Linked DNA regions of Sus scrofa: regions 1, 2 and 4 are each linked to region 3. A link is a contact called in public Hi-C data. All regions are on one chromosome and are shown on one strand. Each heading gives the region's core, a stretch centred on a gene start, on an enhancer-like site or on the middle of the called end of the contact. The rest is flanking DNA. Distances are from core to core; before and after follow the strand shown. Region 1 overlaps HAO1 (hydroxyacid oxidase 1). Region 2 holds the start of HAO1 (hydroxyacid oxidase 1). Region 3 overlaps PLCB1 (1-phosphatidylinositol 4,5-bisphosphate phosphodiesterase beta-1). Region 4 overlaps PLCB1 (1-phosphatidylinositol 4,5-bisphosphate phosphodiesterase beta-1).

What was found. Hi-C and Micro-C count contacts between places; a contact is called where the count stands out from the background.
Region 1: a Hi-C map of liver shows a contact between it and region 3, with 2.8 times the contacts expected there. The contact joins two enhancer-like sites. A contact is called at or near these places in 21 of 47 Hi-C or Micro-C datasets (adipocytes, blood, brain and 13 more) and 2 of 2 datasets of contacts at active chromatin or transcription factors (alveolar macrophages and skeletal muscle).
Region 2: a contact with region 3 is called in a Hi-C map of subcutaneous adipose tissue, with 4 times the contacts expected there. The contact joins the promoter of HAO1 here to the enhancer-like site in region 3. A contact is called at or near these places in 25 of 47 Hi-C or Micro-C datasets (adipocytes, alveolar macrophages, blood and 16 more) and 2 of 2 datasets of contacts at active chromatin or transcription factors (alveolar macrophages and skeletal muscle).
Region 4: a Hi-C map of liver shows a contact between it and region 3, with 6 times the contacts expected there. The contact joins two enhancer-like sites. A contact is called at or near these places in 4 of 5 promoter capture datasets (fetal liver, fetal skeletal muscle and liver), 23 of 47 Hi-C or Micro-C datasets (alveolar macrophages, brain, embryonic fibroblasts and 12 more) and 1 of 2 datasets of contacts at active chromatin or transcription factors (skeletal muscle).

Annotation. Positions count from the first base shown.
Region 1 is chr17:16,784,538-16,787,913 of Sscrofa11.1, forward strand. The region is part of intron 2 of HAO1 (hydroxyacid oxidase 1); the gene reads right to left. Among named protein-coding and RNA genes, the nearest start is that of HAO1, 16 kb to the right of the region's middle. Within about 2 kb of position 1,749, at least 8 of the 83 cell types and tissues checked have an H3K27ac peak or open chromatin away from gene starts, as enhancers often do. A contact at or near this core is called in liver, where this site is marked.
Region 2 is chr17:16,801,010-16,804,016 of Sscrofa11.1, forward strand. It overlaps HAO1 (hydroxyacid oxidase 1), which reads right to left and starts at 1,451. Exons shown (of 8, transcript NM_001243431.1): 1 at 1,269-1,451. The coding sequence starts at 1,405.
Region 3 is chr17:17,585,181-17,588,178 of Sscrofa11.1, forward strand. All of the region lies in intron 14 of PLCB1 (1-phosphatidylinositol 4,5-bisphosphate phosphodiesterase beta-1), which reads left to right. Among named protein-coding and RNA genes, the nearest start is that of PLCB4, 330 kb to the right of the region's middle. Within about 2 kb of position 1,496, at least 9 of the 83 cell types and tissues checked have an H3K27ac peak or open chromatin away from gene starts, as enhancers often do. A contact at or near this core is called in liver and subcutaneous adipose tissue, where this site is marked.
Region 4 is chr17:17,012,232-17,015,329 of Sscrofa11.1, forward strand. All of the region lies in intron 1 of PLCB1 (1-phosphatidylinositol 4,5-bisphosphate phosphodiesterase beta-1), which reads left to right. Among named protein-coding and RNA genes, the nearest start is that of PLCB1, 6.6 kb to the left of the region's middle. Within about 2 kb of position 1,485, at least 6 of the 83 cell types and tissues checked have an H3K27ac peak or open chromatin away from gene starts, as enhancers often do. A contact at or near this core is called in liver, where this site is marked.

The DNA.
Region 1 (3,376 bases), core at 499-2,998, 800 kb before region 3:
ATATTCCAAGACCATACCATAGAGTTCGCCTTAGGGATCTTGGAAATATCAGTAACTGACCATGCTGTGCTATAGACAGCACCATGTAAGGGACTAATAACCTTGAGCAAGATCTGAATTTCTCTAAGCCTCAGTTTCCACTTCCACAGGAGCTGGAGAAAGCTCATTAGGGCTTTGGGCTCAAATATTTTAAGACAGTAGCCGAGGATAAATAAGTTAATAAATTCAAATTGCCTGGCATATATTAATTTCTAAATAAGTGTTGGTTATCATCATTTTTCACACGACTTTGAAGTATCATTTTTTAAGTGTATGGAGAATTTATTAAATGCCTATGTGTTTTTAGCAAGGTCCAGAGATAAATACATATCTGATTGCTCTCTATCCCAAGAATGTAGCTTTAAGAAATGAAAATCCAATGTAGGCAGATGTCATGTCCTGTCAATGTCCTCCAGCCTGGCTTAGAGTAGAAGGTAGGGAAAGAAAGGGAATATCAGAAATATAAGGAAGGGCAGGTCTCCACTTGGATCCCTCTTTTTGTTGATGACATTTTAAAAGGGCCCCAAAACATTTATTCAAATTCTGAAAAAAAAATCATAAAGATTATCTGTTCCTGTTGGGAGTTTTCTAGGGCTTTCGTTGTTGTTTGTTTTGTTTTTTTAAGGCTGCACCTGAAGCATATGGAAGTTCCTGGGCCAGGGGTTGAATCAGAACTGCAGCTGAAGCCACAACCACAGCAACACAGGACCCAAGCTGCATCTTGCAGCAACACCAGATCTTTAACCCAATGAGCAAGGCCAGGGATTGAACTCTCAGCCTCACAGAGACTATGTCAGGTTCTTAATACTCTGAGCCATAATGGGAACTCCTGTTTTCTGGTTTTGAGTGTTCTCTCTTTCTCTTTCAACTTAGCAGCAGAACTCTTTCTTTAAAGAATTGTTCTTGGAATTCCCGTCCGTGGCTCAGCGGTTAACGATTCCGACTAGGAACCATGAGGCTGCAGGTTCGATCCTTGGCCTTGCTTAGTGGGTTAAGGATCCGGCGTTGCCATGAGCTGTGGTGTAGGTTGCAGACGCGGCTTGGATCCCGCGTTGCTGTGGCTGTGGTGTAGGCCAGCAGCTACAGCTCCAACTGGACCCCTAGCCTGGGAACCTCCATATGCCGCAGGAGCGGCCCTAGAAAAGGCAAAAAGACAAAAAAAAAAAAAAAAAAGCCAATCTAAGGCAGGCCTTTGTCATGAGTTTGGCCGCAGGAGCGGCCCAAGAAATGGCAAAAAAGACAAAAAAGATAAAAATAAAGAACTGTTCTTTCTAATCCCAGCGAGCAACACAAGTAGCTGAAGGCTCAGTGACACACACTACTACCCTAACATCCTTGGAAACAACTCCAGCTTCTCTGGGGCACCAGAAGTAAACCACTGATCTCCACAAGCAGCTCCCTTTATCAGGGAGGAAATGTAATCCTAGAGAGTGAGAATGACCCGCCACAGAAAGTGAAACTAGTTAGTGGTGAATTTCCACATAAATCAGACGCCCCAGCTGGACAGTCCAGGGGACAGTTGTAGCCCATAAAAGTATTTGCTTTGGCCCACACATTGTTGCCTCAAACAGTATTTTAAAGAATTTTGATTTATTTGCCAACATTTAAAAACCAGGAGATTGCACGTAAAAATCAAGGTTTCTGGCTTCTCTTAACATTTAGGAAGATTTGGCAATCCCACATCCTCGCTCCCCTGGGGCATCAGTTAGCTCAGTGCTGAGATGTGGCTGCTCTCCTTCAATGGAACTCGCAATCTCAGGTTCGCTAGTCTCCACCACGGAGCTTACGTTTTCTTAACTTCATTTTCTTAACTTCCTTGAACCTTTACATTACCAGCCTGGCCCTTAAAGCCATTTTTTGAGGTTCCTGCAAAAAGCTTAAAACAAAAACATCTTTAACCAAGGAAAAAGAGCAATTTTCATTCCCGCTAAGATGAACCACGTATTCCTTTCTGAAAGCAATGTTTTAATGTATGGAAGAGAAATATTTTAGGGACTTGAAATATCGGGGGCAAATAAAAAGCGAGCCCCATTTCAGGAAGCTTTTCCTTTTCACGTGATCCCCACAAGAACTTCTAGCGGTAAGATCGCTTATGTAACTAGCGTTGCCAGGTTTAGCAAATAAACATAGGATACCCAAATGATTTGGTTTTTATCTAAATTTCAATGATCACTAGCTCCCCGTGTTTTATTTGGCAATCCTACACTCATTTCCATTTTGGAAACGAAGGCAGAGTAGCTTCTTTGGTCCCTCTACACCGCCGCAGCCGTGTGAAAAAGAGAGCTCTGTTCTAGGGCTTCATTCACCCCGGAGACTGTCCCCAGGGCCGAGACGAAAGGCCAGAGAACCCTTGAGGCAGATCTGTGTGAAGAAATCTAGAGAACCAGTTAGGACGTGAGGTCGTGGTACCCTGGCAACTTCCAGAACTTTCTAGATGCTTATTCTAATTATTCAGGCCAGACCATTCCCTGGGGATTTGAATGCCCTTCACCTGCTCCTACCAACCAGCCTAATGGGAACACTTTCTCCAGAAAGGGCTTTTAACTAACCTCTATCCTCTGAACTTGGCTTCAATTTCTCCTTCTCCCTAGGGTCCAAGACCCTGGAAACAAGAAAGCTTGATTAGAGGCCAGATAATTTAGAGGCTGGGGGAAAAAATCCCCCACAAAAACTTCCATAGATTTCACCATCTCCCCAAGGATCAGGCTGGCTTGAGAGGACTTCCATATTTTGAAATGATATAATTAATCGTATAGCAGACGCATAGTGATTTTCTGAGTTTTGAGAAAAGGAAGAACTCTCCACCAAATACGAGTGTTCCTCCATGCTGACTGAAATTTGCCTGTGGCTACATACATATTCAAGTAGCCGTCTTGGTTTGCTTTCTTCCAGAAGCTGACAATGAGATAATGCTATGAGCCTTTCTTTTATTTGGGAATGATCCCAAGATGAACCAAAGGAGTCTGAAGGTGAAAGGGGGTGGGAGACAGCCCAAGAAGGCTCTACTAATGGGCAGGTAGCTTCTGAGGACAACTGAGTCTCGGTTCTGTTGGGGAAACCCTGGGGGACAGGATTAGAAAATGCTTCAGGTACCCTGATCAAAGAGAGCTGGGCATTTATCCATCAGCCTGAGGGACACCCTTCCATTCACCCACTCCTAACCCCACCCCCATCCATCAGCTCCTGGTGCCAGAGAAAATATTAGGCAAAAAACTGCAGGTCCTGATAGAACTGGGAAAAAGCAGGGGGCTATATCCTTGGTACCAATAGCATCTGTTCCAGGCACGCTTCTCCTTCAGAGTAACCTATCTACCCCACAACAAAAGCATACCAGCCA
Region 2 (3,007 bases), core at 201-2,700, 780 kb before region 3:
AACCACACTACCTGGCGAACAGCTGAAACAGGTCCAAAAACGAGCATCTCTCAAGAGCAGAAAATATCAAAAGGATCTAAAAAATTCCATAATGGTTGGAAAAAAAGATCATGCAGAATTTTAAGCCCCTCCACTCTCAGCCAACTTTTCTCTTCCCATGGCTCCCCCTAGCTTTTTTAAAATGCCATTTTTGTTGCAAAGAAAATCCAAGACAAAGTCAAGGCTTGAAGGAGTTTAGGGGAGGCCCCACTTCAACTCTCAAGCTCCTACACTGATTTGCAGGTGAATCAGTCTGCTTGCCAGCAACCACCTTGTGTAGAATGATTTCATTTCTCCCAGTTGACAAGTAGAAAAGTGATTTTGAGTGATTTTGCTCTAGGGGCTAAAGAAGAAATCAAGGAGGAAGGTAGATTCTTTCCTTTGGATACTTTCTGCCTTTTTTTTCTTTAATTTATCACCATCAATGAGTACTCATGACATTCATTGGCTTTACTAATGGCTGGAAGAAAAGATCAATGAGCTTCAAAGACTATAGTATATTGAAGGCTCTCTTCCCCTGCTCCAGCAAATAAACCATTTCCTAACTGCCTTGAGAGAAAAGCACTCCTTTAGAGTTATTTTGTTTCTTGTTTTTATTACAAACAGAAACCATAAACCATGACATCCACCATGTTGGATCTTGAAATATGAAAGTCAAGGGAAAACTAATTTGGGAAGAGAGATGAAGCACTTTAGAGATGAAACAGCAAAGCTGAAAGATTAATGTTCTTTAGGCCAATTGAAAGCTCAAGTGAAAGTTTAGACAATAGTAATCAGAATGAATGATAATGGCAAGCCAGAAGGATGAGAACATTTGAGAGAACAATCCGATCTGGTTCCACCAGATAAGATGGCTATCTTGCATTTAATACGAATGGCTTTCTCCACCATAAACATACACTCTGTCAGCCTCAAAGAAAAAGAAAACAGAGTCAGAATCTGTCACTATTTTTATACACAGTTAAATGAATCATCCACGTCATTTCAAGTGAGGAAACTTAGGGTTAGATTTTTTTTTCTGTCAGCTGTCCAAGATTGCCAGGCTTGGGATATTTTTATTTTAAAACAAGTTTAAAGATCAATATGTCTCACAGCCCCATGAATTGCCCCCTCTCTAATAAGCATATTGTCTAGACAAATAATTTCACACTATCAACACAGAAACTGATCTTGCTCTGGTAGAATGTCCATGTGTAATCTCAAAGCATGATTTAAAAAAATATTCTTACCTGGAAAATGCTGCAATATTATCAGCCAAGGTTTCCTGATCATTTGCCCCAGACTTATAATAGTCATATATAGACTTCTGAAGTATGGATTTAGCATGTTGCTCATAATCACTGATACAGACAAGCCGGGTGAACATTTTCCTGGGTTATTGCAAACGCCAGGATGGTTTTTTGTTTGTTTTTTTTTTTTCTGTATTGCTTTCTACATCCTGACAATTCTGCTATTTGTCAATTATTAATAGACTTTTTCCAAAGTTCAGATTTCCTTCTCTGTTGCTTACAGTAAGTGAGCAAACATATGCTTAGACTTTGAAATTTCTTTTGCAGCTGTCTGCCAAAGAGCAGGTACACCTAAGCCACAAAAAATTGGGCTGGAGAGGCAGCAGAAGGGGATTAGGTGTCTGTCATGTTAAAAAGGCATAAGAATGAGTCAAAAATTAAAGACCTAGAGAAGTACTTGCATGAAACCCCTCTTGGCTCAGTTCTTCCTAAGGCTGCTTCATTCCCACGGTGTGTGACTTGGCTATTTAATTGGTACCCAGAATGTGCCATCCACTCATTTTCCTCCCAAATTTGGATCATGCACATATATGAAAAAGAGCCTATGAAATGGATGGGAAGGAAGGGAGGAAGAGAGGGAGGGAGGGAAGGAAGAAGGAAAGGAGGAAGGAAGGGAAGAAGAAAGATAGCAATGGCTTTGACATCGGTCAGTCCTGGATTTCCACCTGGGAGCCCCCACTTAAAGTGGCTCACCAGCTATTCAACTGCTGAATTCCAACTGCCTGCACCTGTATGAGAATGTTCTCTTGAACTTGGAGCCTACTTTTCCATCCACATGGCAGGCTAAAGTGCTGTGGACTCAATGCTCCATGGAACAATCCTACACCAAGAGCTTAAGGGAATTGGTGTATAAATACGAAATTCCTCACTCCTCTGGCAGTTAACTCCTAGATGTGCATCCTACGGTGCAGGCTTCAGTCGCCCACAAATGCCATTGGTTGGTAACTCATCCTGTATTAGCTGCCTTTCCTTCCCATCTCACTACCCCTTAATGGAATTAAAGACCTTACAGCTGTTAGGATTAGCATTGAATTCAATATCGGTTTATTCCAAAGTTCACAGATGCCTGCTTTTTGCTTCAGTTCAATGATAGCTAAATTGGCCTCAGAAATACTATTGGAAAGTGAAAATCCATTAATCCTTTCTAGAAGAAAAAACTCAACTGCACAGCTAAGAAAATCATTATAAAAATTGGTCTGAGATCTTACTTCCTGTGAGAACTGATCAAAAGTTGCAGATTAAAGCATGACCTTTTAGAAACCTATTCATTTATTTGCAACTTCTATAGTTATTAAAACTGTTAGCACTTTGCAACTCAAGTAATTTTGATGCAGAGACAATTTAACACTCCAGAATGAAACTTAAGCAGGTCAAGTGCTAGTGTTAACTAAGGAATTGAAGGGCCAGTGTTTCCCAAATTGTGGCCCTGGACCAGCAACAATCAGCCTCACCAGGGAACTTTTGTTAAAAGCACAGATTCTCAGGCCCCACCCCAGTTGTGCTGAATCAGAAACTCTACAGCCTTTTGTGCTATAACTAGCCTTCCAAGTGATTCTGATACATGATATTATTTGAGAACAACTGCTAGCCAAAGATGGATAGAGAATAGAAGCAGGTTTTTTTTTTTTTTTTTTTTTTTGGCTGCACCCCTGGCATACAGATGTTCCCAGGCCAGGGAT
Region 3 (2,998 bases), core at 246-2,745:
CAATCTACAATGTGCCATAAGAAGATCTCTGATTGGAGGCTAAACAAGTGAAGGAAACTTTAAGCTTGAATGTAGGAAGTTCTTCAATTAAAAAGTTTATCTGAGGAGTTCCCGTCGTGGCGCAGTGGTTAACGAATCCGACTAGGAACCATGAGGTTGCAGGTTCGGTCCCTGGCCTTGCTCAGTGGGTGAACGATCCGGCGTTGCCGTGAGCTGTGGTGTGGGTTGCAGACTCGGCTCGGATCCCATGTTGCTGTGGCTCTGGTGTAGGCCAGTAGCTATAGCTCCAATTCGACCCTAGCCTGGGAACCTCCATGTGCCGCGGGAGCAGCCCAAAGAAATAGCAAAAAAAGACAAAAAAAAAAAAAAAAAAAAAAAAAAGTTTAGCTGACATTGGAACAATCCCTTTGGAAAACTGTTTGGCATCATCTGCAAAAACTAAGCTGAACACATACCTATGAACCTCTGGGCCCCAGAGAATTCCATCCCTAGATGTACCCCCATGAGAAATGCATAGAGCTGTTCACCAGGAGATGTGTACAGGAATTGCTTAAAGCAACACTGTTCAGACTAGCCCATGAAGAGATAAGTAAATCATGGTATAATCATGCCACAGAATAATGAGCAGCAATAATGATCTACAATTGCACACAGCAGTATGGACAAATCCCAGAAACACAATGTTGAGTAAAAGAAGTCAAATGCAAAATGAAACAAAACAACACAAAACAACAACAGCAACAGAAAGTATCCACTCTATGCTTCTATTTATATAAAGTACAAAAACATGCAGAACTAACCTGGACCATTGGAGGTCAGGAGATGGTTACCCTTGGTGAAGAATGACTAGAAACCCAAGGAGGTTTCTGGACACTGGTTATATTTTGTTTCTTGTCCTGGGTACTGTTTCCTAAGGTCTGTGTGATCTGTTTATGGGCTGTACACGTATGCTATGTGTACTTCTTTGTATACCAATCATATGTAAAAAGATTTAAAAGTCATTTTTAAAAATTGAAATATAAACTCTAGGGCAATCAGGGAAAAAAAAAAAAAGATTGGCCAAGACTCTTTCTTTTCTTCCATGTTTCCACCTCAACTGCCAATTACTTTTATTGTTTAGATTAAAATCCTCATCAACAGATGTTTTATAATTCCTTGAAAGGTTTTTTAGGTTTTGGGGTTTTTTTGGGTTTGTTTTGTTTTGTTTTTTGGTAGTTTTTGACTGGGTGTTTCAAACATTATTATGCAATTCTGATTCTTTTTTCAAAAATAACTTTTGTTCCCAGTAAGCATGTTCTTTTTGCAGTTTTGGAATGAATGTCACTCACAGGCCACCTCTTTCTCAGGATGATCCTGTCTCTTGAATGCTAGTGAGGGAAACGTGCCTTCCTTTGCATGTGGGAGCTTGTTGTTTTACCATCTGCCTTTCCCAGTCCCCTCCCTTTTATTAACTGGATACATAACACAAATAACGATTTTTACAGGCAGTGAACACTGTTGCTTAATTCAGAGAAAGAGCAAGCAATCTGTTAGTAATTGGGTAGATTTCCTAAGCTAGCTCCCGAACTCGGTTGTGCAATCTTTATTTTGATGGAAAGTTTTGAGCATTTTAATATGTAGGTATGCCCCTGAATAAAGAGCACTGCTCATTTACCATTTGCATCAGGAACACATGTAACTTAGATGTTTTCAGCATCGGAAACCCATGTAACTTGAAACATTTGAAATGTTTCGTATATCAAAGCTCGTCTATCACGGCCCCTGTTGGCCACATCCTCCCCCAAAATCTAGCTCTTTGCCTGTACCCTTGTCAAAGAACTGGAATATAGTAAATTTTTATTGTTCAAAAAGATTCCTCCAAGTTCCCTCTAAAAATGTATAAGGGAGAAATCAGTTTCCTGCTCATAGAGTAAAAGAAGATAAATTCTTTCTTTCCCACGTATGTCAGAGAATGGCGGGATTATTTGAAATGACTGCTGGGTTGCTGTGACCCACGAAGCACTGTTCTGCCAAACACCTTCCTAAATTACTCAATCAAAAGAATCCCCCCTCTAATTAAAAAAAAAAAAAAGTTACAAAAACTCGAGGCAATAAACTTGATTATAAAAACTTTTTAACCTCTTAAAAGAATGTGTCTCTGATAGAATGTTTTCTAGTCAAAGTAGAATTGATTCATCTTATCAACTAACAGTATCAGCATCATAGTTAGTTACATGTGGCTTCCCTTTAATAAACAAACTGTAAATTATAAGCTGTGTTGGTTCTAGACATCTTTTCCCTCTAAAGATTATTTCATGAATACTTTGCTCGCTGCTATCATTCAGTAATCGATTGAACTTTGTCAGCCAAATGAAAACATTTATCAGCTTCTTGGAGGCAGTGCTGGGGGCAGTGTCATTTATAGAGATTGAGAAGCTGAGAGAAGGCAAGGAGGGGAGGTACTAGCCCATGGTAAATTACCTCACTGTTGAGCCAATATTGCCATCTACTGGGCTTCTTATGCTATTGCACCAAGTGGACCCTGAAAGAAGTCAAATCCAACAATTTAAAAGTATGCTTTATTTACTTTTTGACTTGAACATCTTGTTACATAATTGATATGACTGAGTCTGACTGAAGCCCAGAACTTGGAAGAACATAATGCCTTATATCAATGGGAATATTTAAGCTAGTGGAATCAGCCACCTAATCTTCAGAAGGAAAAACAATCTATTGAAATGACCATATATTGGCTAAATGTGAAGCTGCATTATATATGAATGAGGTAATTTCTATGCATAATTATTTTAGAGTTCACCCATTTTATCCTACCCTTTTAAACAGAATATCACCATTTTTAAAGATACGTGCACTGTTTAGATGACAGTACCTCCATCAAATAAGCCTGTAGGCAAGTCACAGGATACAGCTGATACCTTACAGTTTTTGAGGAATCAGCTGTGCTACTGTAGCACCTGTTCCTGTCCCAACTCTTGTCCCCTACCTTGACTTGTGTGAG
Region 4 (3,098 bases), core at 235-2,734, 570 kb before region 3:
TCATCTGAGGATTGTAGTGTTTTCTACTGCACAGAAGAGCTGGTACCATTAAAGAGGGAAGGCACGTGCCTTGCTTTGTGTGGCGCTTGACACATAACACTCGATATGTTTTTAGAAGTGATTATCCCCCAGTAATTAGATGGCCGTGAACTTTATCAGAGAGGTCAGTATGTGTTGGGTGACTCTTTTGTTCTACAAGTGGAAAGATCCAGACCTTCCTTCCATTCCCTTTAATGTGTGCTTGATTCTCATATTTTATATTTTGAAAAGGAAAAAAAAATCAGTTTTTTACCCTTTTAAAAAATACAGGTATTTCAGAGAAAATGAAGATATGTAAAAAGCAAAATCTTTTCTCTTTAGAGCAAGTCAACTCTAAAGCATCCAAAAGTTTATTTCTACTTAAAAACCTTAAAAAATATATGGGAATTCCCTTGTGGCAGTGGGCTAAGTACCTGGCATTGTCACTGCAGCAGCCTGGGTCACTGCTGTGACTCAGGTTTGATCCCTGAGTTTGGGTACTTCCACATTGCCACAGACATGGCCCAAAAAAACAAGAAAAGAAAATGTACACACACAGAGTAAGCGCACAAGTGCTCAGAATAAGGAGGAAATAGTTACACAAAACTTGGGTAATTTAGCAAGAAAAAAATTATATGTAAAAGATAAATATATAAAATGATATATATATTATAAATAATTATATATGTTTATATATGTAAAAGTTATAAATATATAAAAGTCATATATATATAAAACAGCTCACGTCATAATCCTGTCTCATAAGTCTAATTTTACATTCAAAAATCATAATTGCTTGGCTGGCTAAATTGTTTGAGAAAAAGACTAGGAAGCTCTGAGATTTGGATTTGCACTAATTCCCTATGAATTTGAAACAGCTCCCTCTTCCCTCTCTACTGCCCTGCCCTCCCCCACTGAAAAACCCAGGGCTAAAATAGGTAATAATAGTAATAACAAACCATGTTAGTATATTGCACATTTCCCAGCATCCTGCACAGACGCTCAGTTAGAACTTCTGCACTACGTAAAATCTACAGTTGTAGTTTCCAAAATGATGACAAGATGAGACTGCCGAGATGAATGAGGAATCGGAGGAGAAGGTTTATGAGGTGGACAGTTAGCAGTGTTCACTCTGGAAAGGTTGTATGGGAAAGAGAGAAACACAGCTCTGGTTGGTAGATGGTCGATCCAAATGCAGCCCCTGGGGGATATGTGGATTTTTTTTTGACTGGAAGGCTGGCAGGTACCCTCTAAAATGTCACTTACATATGCCCGGATTTGTCTGTTTGCATTGTCTAGAGGGGTTTTGTGAATTTCTCATTGACACTGATTATGATAGTCCAAGAAGATAAGTTTTCCAAAGTGAGTCAATAAGGCTATTTTAAGCTTTTTATCAGAGTGTAACATCCGTGAAGTAAAACATGCAAATCTTCTGCCCAGCTGGGTCAGTTTCCACAAAATGAACATTCTCCTGGGAGCAGCACCAGCGAGAGAAAGAGCATTGTCAGCACCACCACCCCCAGCCCCTCCACCCCCTCTCCTGACTTCTAACTCCATAGATCGGTTTTGCCTGTCTGTGATGTAATCAAGTTATTTTCTTTTTATTTTCAATGAAAACAAAACAAAAGCTTGTTCTCCAGCCGGGACAAGCACTTTTATTATTGCTGAACGGACCCTCTTCAACAGTAACAGAAGTGATTCATTCTAGTTTAGATGGACGTTGATGAGGTAAAGCCTGGGAAGCAAAGCAGGTGTAGGCAATGCCACGAAGAAAACAGTTAAACAAAACTCTAGTAATTGAGCAAGGAAATGCAATGCCTAGGCTGTTATTGGCAGAGCAAAGCAGACTAGGAGAGCACAGGTTTCTGGAATATGTTTTCCTCTAGGAGGTTTTCTCTCTTATCTTGCCTGACTTTGATATTCTCACCCATGGTGCATTAGGGTAATTTACTCTGGCTATTAACATATCTCCAATCCTTCCCATGAAAGTTTAGCCTATTGAGGAATAGCTTCGAATGATATTTACCTGCAATGACTGTTTCAATGAGAAAGGAACATTTTGCTTTTTTTTTTTTATGTCAAACTTGGTAATCTGGAGTTAACTGCTGCTTTATCAGGATTGTTTCATGTTATCATGAACAAGCAGTGCTAACAAAATGGAAAGGGATTGATTGTGAATTGTTGACTAATGCTGTGGGTTTCCACCTAAATAACAAATCTTTGGTAACTGAAAAACCTTAGTTTTTCCTGCTGCCAGAGCTAATGTGAGGTTCAAGCAGGCTTTTCAGCTCAAATCATAAATTCCATCTGCTCAGACAGATTTCACGATGCTCCCCTTGCCCCATCTTTTCCATGTCCGATCCTTCAGTCAGAGCTCATGTCCCTGCATATCAGTAAGGAAAGGAACTAGCATATATTTCTGAGATTTGCACATGAGATCTTAAGGAAGCCTTCAGTTTCTATAAAAAAAAAAAACAAAACTAAATAGCATATAAAGAAGGCTGGACTCTTTAAGAGTTCTTCATGTTCCTCTCTGATATCTTTATGTTCTGATATTTGATTTTATTATTTTTTTCACATTACTTTCAATTTGGAGATTTTTTTTTTTGCACTTTTTTTGCTTTTTAGGGACCCACTTGTGGCACAGGCATAAGTAAGTTCCCAGCCTAGGGGTCAGATCCAAGCCACAGCTGCCAGTTTATACCACAGCTACAGCAACTCAGCATATGAGCCTCGTCTGCAGTCTTCACCACAGCTCACGGCAGTGATGGATCCTTAACCCAATGATCGAGTCCAGGGATTGAACCCTCATCCTCATGGATACTAGTTGGATTTGTTTCCACTGCATCACAACGGGAACTCCCTATTTTAATTTTGTTCGGAAAAAAAAAATGCTTAGAGGAGTTCCTGTTGTGGCTCAGCACGTGAAGAACCCAACAAAATCTCCATGAGGATGTGGGTTTGATCCCTAGCCTTGCTCAGTGGGTTAAGGATCCTGCATTGCCACAAGCTATGGCACAGGCTTCAGCTACAGTTCTGATTCAGCCCCTATCCCAGGAATTTCCATATGCTGCAGGTGC